Linked DNA regions of Gasterosteus aculeatus: region 2 is linked to region 1. The links are chromatin contacts, called in public Hi-C maps. All regions are on one chromosome and are shown on one strand. Each heading gives the region's core, a stretch centred on a gene start, on an enhancer-like site or on the middle of the called end of the contact. The rest is flanking DNA. Distances are from core to core; before and after follow the strand shown.

What was found. Hi-C and Micro-C count contacts between places; a contact is called where the count stands out from the background.
Region 2: a Hi-C map of skeletal muscle shows a contact between it and region 1, with 3 times the contacts expected there. The contact joins two enhancer-like sites. A contact is called at or near these places in 2 of 6 Hi-C or Micro-C datasets (skeletal muscle and tail fin).

Annotation. Positions count from the first base shown.
Region 1 is chr15:7,173,557-7,176,988 of fGasAcu3.hap1.1, forward strand. It overlaps ltk (leukocyte receptor tyrosine kinase), which reads right to left. Exons shown (of 29, transcript XM_040199443.2): 27 at 2,922-3,056; 28 at 2,616-2,706; 29 at 1-2,520. The coding sequence ends at 1,480. Among protein-coding and RNA genes, the nearest start is that of itpka, 10 kb to the left of the region's middle. Within about 2 kb of position 1,970, at least 2 of the 9 cell types and tissues checked have open chromatin away from gene starts, as enhancers often do.
Region 2 is chr15:7,224,312-7,227,882 of fGasAcu3.hap1.1, forward strand. It overlaps rpap1 (RNA polymerase II associated protein 1), which reads right to left. Exons shown (of 26, transcript XM_040198770.2): 16 at 3,230-3,425; 17 at 2,984-3,093; 18 at 2,626-2,821; 19 at 2,304-2,450; 20 at 1,979-2,121; 21 at 1,328-1,760; 22 at 874-992; 23 at 561-792; 24 at 278-454. Among protein-coding and RNA genes, the nearest start is that of LOC120832486, 8.3 kb to the right of the region's middle. Within about 2 kb of position 1,505, at least 1 of the 9 cell types and tissues checked has open chromatin away from gene starts, as enhancers often do.

The DNA of each region.
Region 1 (3,432 bases), core at 720-3,219:
AAACAAATCGTTTAGGCTCAAAAGACATGTGTGGTATACAACTACCAGGATTGATTAAATAAGAAATAATAAAAAGTAATCATACTGAATAGAGGTTTTAACCCTGGAACATTTGATTAATTGAATGAAGTGAGATACCTGCAGCAGCATGTTTGGTAGATCCACGGCTCAATAGCTCCCCCTGCTGAGTAAACATCGGTACTACGAGCACAGCACCATCGGATGCAGTGCAGCGGTGTTCAATGGCAGTGATCGACTACAAATACATAAATATAAATGAATAATAAATGAAAAAATAGCTACAAATGCAGCAGGTTAGTGCAGCGTACGAAAGAGAGTACAAAATTAGCAAATATTTTCACAGCTGCGTGGTCATCTAATACTACACGCCAATGCTATTATGAGACATCCTTCAGGACAAGGACATATTTGGACATGGGGAAAGAGATGAGTCAAAAATATGCAATGCCAACTAAAAATATATGGAGTTTGGCAAAATTAGCCTCAGTCCAGAAGATACAGGAAGGGATTTTCAGGACTCGACGCTTACCAGTGAGCAAGGGGACTGTTTTTTGGGAAAAATGCTTACTTGTTTTTGTTTTAGTCAAATCAAACCACTTTGCACTGTTAGTGTGCATCTATAGCCAGGAGGCAGTTCCCATTAGATCAGCACAAAGACGGCAAGTCCGGCTCGGTTGAGAGGATATTATATTTGCATCCTCTAAATTCCAGCAACAAACACATTATATGTTCTTTATTTTAACCCCCACGCAAACAGAATGTAAAGTGGGTGTAAAGTGTGAAATATCTGACTCTCCTGACTGTCTGTGAAACCAAAACCAGCATCCTCAGCGGGAGGAAGGTTCACATTTGACAACCTGAACTAAATCACTGTTTAGGATGTTCTTGTGTGCACAACTACCACTGACATACACACACCAGTCTCTACGAACTACAGAGAAAACCCCATTAGCTGAGGACATGCCGGAAACAAGAAGTAGACCTTCCGTTGAAGGAAAAGATCAGAGACGTGTTATTGCTGTATAGCTGACATCACTGAATTTCCATCCTTTGAAATCAAAATAAATAAGCAAAAGAACAGTGATTCGCTTCTCAACGGCTCAACATTTTCTGTGTGTATATTCCTACTGTACACAAATTACTACAAATACCAGCTAAACGTTTGCTATAATGCAACATATACTACTTTTAAAGCCTTCATGGAAATAAACAACAACAAATAGGTAGAAAAGGAGTCAAACTACAGCAGAACTTTTCTGTTGATGTGGACATGACCCATCACAGGGCTGCATGTGTACCAGTGGGACAGAGGCCTCTTTGTATCGCAGTACAGAGTAGCTCCAATAACTTGATGCTGTGGCTCTAGAACGAAAACCTCACGGTGATGCCGTTTGTTCCTCCAGGTTGTGACATTTCATTCACGCGTCACTCAGAACCCCTGTTACAGTAAGCCCCTTCTCAGACGGGGTTAACGCTGAGGTCTTCGGACAGAGAAAAGCCGGAGTCTCGGTCCCGCGCGGGTTTCTCGGCCTTGGCGTGTCGCCTCACGTCCTCGTGCCCGTAGCTGGCGTGGCGCTTCAGCAGCAGCTTGGGCACACAAGAGGAGGCGGCGTGGAGGCCAAACGCCAGTCCCAGGCCGCTCCCCGCGGAGGCCACGGGGGCAAAGCTGCTGTTTTTGACGGCCTCTGGGGTTTTGGGAAGGACCAAGGGAAGGCTCTCGGCCTCGTAGCTCTGCTCGTCGTAGGCGTAGTTGACGTTGCCACAGGGGAAACTCTGGAGCTTAGCCAGGTCCGTACCGGCTCTGACGGGCCCACTTGTCGGGGTCTTATGGGAGGACGTGCTCGGGGGCGTTTTAGTCGGGCCGGACGGGGACGAGGTAGAGGAAGTGCAGAGGCCGGGCGGCGGCGGGTGGGCGCTGTTGCACTCAGCCTCGTTGTGTTCACAGTTTGCGTTGCAGGTGTGAGGGGCCTGTGTGTTGGGGGCGGTGGTGGCGGAGCTCGAGAGCGGCATGGACTGAGTGTGAGCCAGCGTTTTCTTCCCCCGGAAGCTTTCCAAAACCCAGGAGCCGTATGTGGGGTTCCACAGGTTCTTTGTCTTGTTCTTCAGCCTCTGGCTCCCCGAAGAGGAGCTGTTTCTGGAGCACGGCTGGTGCCCGGAAGGCTCCGGGTGGAGCCAGTGGCCTCCCGCCGGCAAACCGGGGGCCGGCACGGGCTCCGCCCAGCACGGCTGCAAAGCCTCGCGGCACGATGTCACTTCTTGGTGGACGGGTTGGGTCCTCTGGAGGAGCACACGCGGTTTGGTAGGCTGTGGGGGAAGCGGTGTTGGGCCGAGGCCCAGAGAGGAGACACCCAGCTGGGAGGGGAAAGCCTGGGACACAGGATGGGACACCAAGAGGGGAGTGAGGCTGGCGAGGTCAGAGGGGAGGATTGTTGGGCCTCCTTTGTCGTCTGCAGCGGGGGCGTATTCAACGGGCAGAGGTGTGTTGATCACATCCGGGTCCTGAAGCAGAACAATGAAGAGGAAAAGGTTTTTTTTTAAATTGTTTTTATTCAACAACATTCGCGATGACAATTAATTTTGGATAAAGAACATACCTGAGAGCAGTAGTCAATTCTCTCCAGGATGGTAGAGAAGTTGGGCCGGTGCTCGGGACAGTGTTGCCAACACTGGGTCATGATCCGATAGCTAGAGCCATAAAAACAGACACACATTTCAGATATATTGTTTAAGCTGAACCATGAGATTACCAAAGCAAAGAAAACAAAGAAAACCACAGAATTCAAATCAATTACATATTAAAAGTTGCATACAAAGCCAAATCTTCCATTTCTTTTGGCTATCCCTGAAATCATCTGGTTCGACCCTGCAGTTATTTCGATGTGTTCCCTGTAAGTACTCACACAGGCCCGGGACAGCTCTTGGGAGGATCCATTCTGCCTCCGCTGGTGACAAACTCCAGCACCTCTTGGTTGGTTTTACAAGGATACGGCATGAATCCCAGCGAGAGGATTTCCCACAGCAACACCCCAAAAGACCTGCAGGGGGAGAGAAAGATCAACCACTGAGTTGAACTGACTGAGAGCACCAGAATCAATCTGTTATAACAGAGGCAGATAACATTTATTTTAAAATGCTAATTATCAGTTCACAGTTTTTGGTAACGGGAGTAAAAGCCGGTCTTTCTTTTTCTTTTCTCCCAGAATTCTCTGTGGTCTAATTGTATCCACCACCATCCATCTGTCACTTTTATAGACATCTTGCCGTAAAAGACTAAGCGCATTTATCAAGGTCAGATGTCTCTGAGCCTGTAAACAAACATTTCCTCTGGTCTTCAAAAGTTCAATTGTGACATTATTTGGCCCACGCCTAATATTCAACTTCTTATGCCATAGTAAAGTGCTTTGATCCTCA
Region 2 (3,571 bases), core at 255-2,754, 50 kb after region 1:
TGCAGACGCAAAAATGTTGATGGTTTGTGGGTCCAATGAGCTCATGTTTGATGCAGAAAAAGTGCATAAATCCATTTGAAAACACACAAGAAACTCACGAATCCAACCCTCGATGTGTTGCCGCTGTGGCAGCTTCTGCTTTCGCTAAACAACATCTGTTTAACTGTGGCCGAAAAGCACAATCCTTTATAAAAACATTTATAAATAACCTGAAGACTGCGGTGAGGGCAGTGCAACAGACTTCATGAACAACTGGCCGGATGATTCAGTTCTGTACCTGCGCTGCAGCATCCTGAGAGAAGATGAAAGCGTTGACGTGAGACACGGTGACTACATATAAGACAGGACACCAGCAGGGCTTCAGGGTCCCCGTCACCAGCGAGCGGAAGTAGAGATGGAGGAGAGGCAGGGAGTCCTCAGGGGGCGATGTGAACCGCTCCATAGGAATGGAGAGCTTCAAACCAAGTGCAGAAAGACAGAATTATTGATAATTTACTCAAAATAATTTTTAAACATGCAAAGGCAACTAATGAGACTATAAGTGGGTACATCCTCATTACCTGAGCCAGAGTGACTCCCAGTGACCGCAGCATTCCCACATGTTCCCCAAACACAGCTAGCCTCATGGTGGCGCTGTACCGCCTCTGCAAGGGTAAGAGCAGCCAGCAGCCAAACAGCCGGTCTCCGAAGGACACCGCTTCAAACTGGCTTAAAAGAGCAGAGTAGAGGTCCTGGAAGGAAGCTAGACCGGGAGGAGGGACGTTCAGGTCCAAAGAGTCCAGCCTGGATTGCCTGAAAATGGAAAGAAACTTTTTTTGACTCAATTCTCTGCTTTTGTACGCCGAGAGTAAGGATATCAAACATTTCCTAGACCTGGTCAGCAGTCTGAACAGACCCCAGGTCAGTTTCTGAACCGGTCTCTCCAGGAACAAGTCACTGGAGCACAGGAACACACAGGACAGGCGGGCGAGTTTGGCAACAGGAAGGACCACCTACAATACGACAAAATGTTCCAGAGGTTAATATCCGATAAATAGACAAATTGATTTTACATTTGTTGTTGAAAAAATTTCCCACAAAAGTCTAAGTCAGGTCTACGACGTGTGCTTGAACCGCAGTGCTCTCCTTATGTCGAATCCTGTTAAGGGTGGCGCAATCCTAACATGAAAACACTGACAAATGTCAGTCTCCAAGAAAGCTGCATAAGTTGCTTTCAAGCTAAAAAGAAAATGTCTAAAGAACAATTAGTGATCCTCATAAAAAGGACAACAATCAATCAATGTTTTCACAAAATAAAAAAGCAAATTGTCTCTACTTGCGCCTCCACCTTTAATGCCTCTTCCCTCCAGACCTCCAGCAGCAGCAGCCACTGCAGACAGTGGGTCACCGCCTGCAGGGCGCCCTGCGGGAGGTCTTCCACCGCCAGCCCGCCCCCGTCGGACAGACCTGTCCGCTCATACAGGCTGACAAGCGGGAGGAAAGGCCAATCAGAAGGCACGGTGGGACCGGTGAGCTCCGGCAGGAGATGGGAGCCGATCCAGGGGTTGCGGCCGAGGAGAGCGTCTCGCGACGTCAGCACAAGTGGCTCGAGGTGGGCCAGGTGAGTGAGGAAGCAGCCGCGTATGGACGGCAGCTGGATGCAGGCTTCTCTCAGCAGGGCTCCAACTGTCTGCAGAGAGGGAAAGGCGCGTTGGCACGTTTCCTCTTGGAGTCTCAGCTCGCCCAGCTCGACGGCCTCAGGTCCTCCGCTGTGTCCCTCTCTGGGAAGCAAACAGATGAGGAACGTGAGGAACAGGACTTTCGGCGGATCAGTTTAAACAGCTAAAATCCATCAAATTCCCAAGGAATGTTTCTTTGAATATGCTAAAACCTGTGAAAAAAAAGATTATATCCAGCTTGTTTGTATGGAATTTAAAAAATGTCTCTCAGTGTTGATTGTGTTGCCAATACAATTTTAAAATGAGTAGAGTCGACTTACGATATAAAGTCCTTGTTGAAGATGATGGTGGAAAGGAGTTGATGTCCCAGGTATTCACTGCCTGGTAACAACCATGGCAGCAGAACCAGCGCCACCGTGTGGTAAAGAGAAGCATGCTTGGCTACTTCTGGTTCAATGGACACCTGAGAAGAAACAAAAATGGCTGTTTAGGGGAAAATTAGGATGCCTTATAAGCATTCCTAATGAAAAGTGGACTTGGTTTGTAATAGAATGCTACCACAACCAGAATAAATAGCAAATATACTGCTGAAACAAAGCTTTAACCTCATGCTTTAGGTCAACTTTTAACGAGTTTGCAGCCTACCAGTCTGTTTGCCACCCGCAGCAGCAGATAGAGGAGGTGGTGTTCGTGACGGAGAAGCCAGGCTCTGCTGTGACAAAGGGTGGGCACAGCCTGACTGCAACTTCTCAGGTAACCAGTCACATGGACTGACAGGAGGAGGCTGGTGAACTAGAGAGAGATTAATACTTTACTGCTTTGTTCTTTGGCTGAAGGTTTGCTTAGCAGTGATACAATGTTATTCACCAAGTATATGTATTGCATGGCTCATTTTTGTCTGTCCCCATCCTTGCATGATGACAAAAAAAAAACCTAAAGATCTCCCCAACTCTCCCTGAAATTGTACCTTGTTGCTGAGGCCTTTGTGGATCCCTGTGATAGTTTCCAGGAGAAGCCCCAGGGCTGTGAGCAGAGGGAAGGGGGAGTTAGGAGCAACCAGCCCCGGGCGGTTCCTCCATCCTGGGCAGGCCAGACCAGGGAGGCTGGGATTGGTTTCTGGGCCCAGACCATCAGACTGGACATTACACACCACGGAGGACGACCTGGTGAAAATAATAATAAAAAAGGCTGTCAACAAATCAATAAAAACAAGTCAAGAACATCAAATCAGTATTCATTTTTTATACATTACTATTCGGCGATATGAAAAGTGAAAATACAAGAAATACAAAGACTGCACTGGTCTCACGGTGGGTCAGACATACTTTAGGTTCTCCATCAGCCCTTGGAAAGCATGGTGGGACATCAGAGGGACGAGAACCTCGGAGACCAGCCGCTCTATTTCCTGAAGGGTCTCTACTGGCTTGAAACACTTCTGAGAAACAGAGTCGTATAGTTCATGGATTCATAGCTCGTTTAAAGCACTCACTATGTGAACTCGTGGGGACACAACAAGACACGCGTCGTAGAAAGTATAGGTGGATTTGTTTTAACGCAGCAAGGAGCAGTACCTGTCGGGAGAGCTGATGGTAGTAAGCTTCCAGGTAAGCTAAGTAAGCCGGTATGACAACCAGGCTGACATCCTTCTGAACTGGATTATCGAGATCCTTCACAAAGCCCCTCAAATGTCCCAACAGTGAAGCCTGCAACCCTGTGACATGACCCCAAGACACTGGGGGAGGAGGGGGGCATTCCTCTCCCTGGCAGCTGTGGTAAAACAGAGTGGGTTCTGTGTATTGGACTGCAACAAAGGGCATTTTCAGTGTTGATAATCTGTCAGTTAGGTTCTTTATTAATTGATTAATACGTTGTTTGGTCTTTAAAAAGTCAGAAAAATGGTAAATGATGATCAA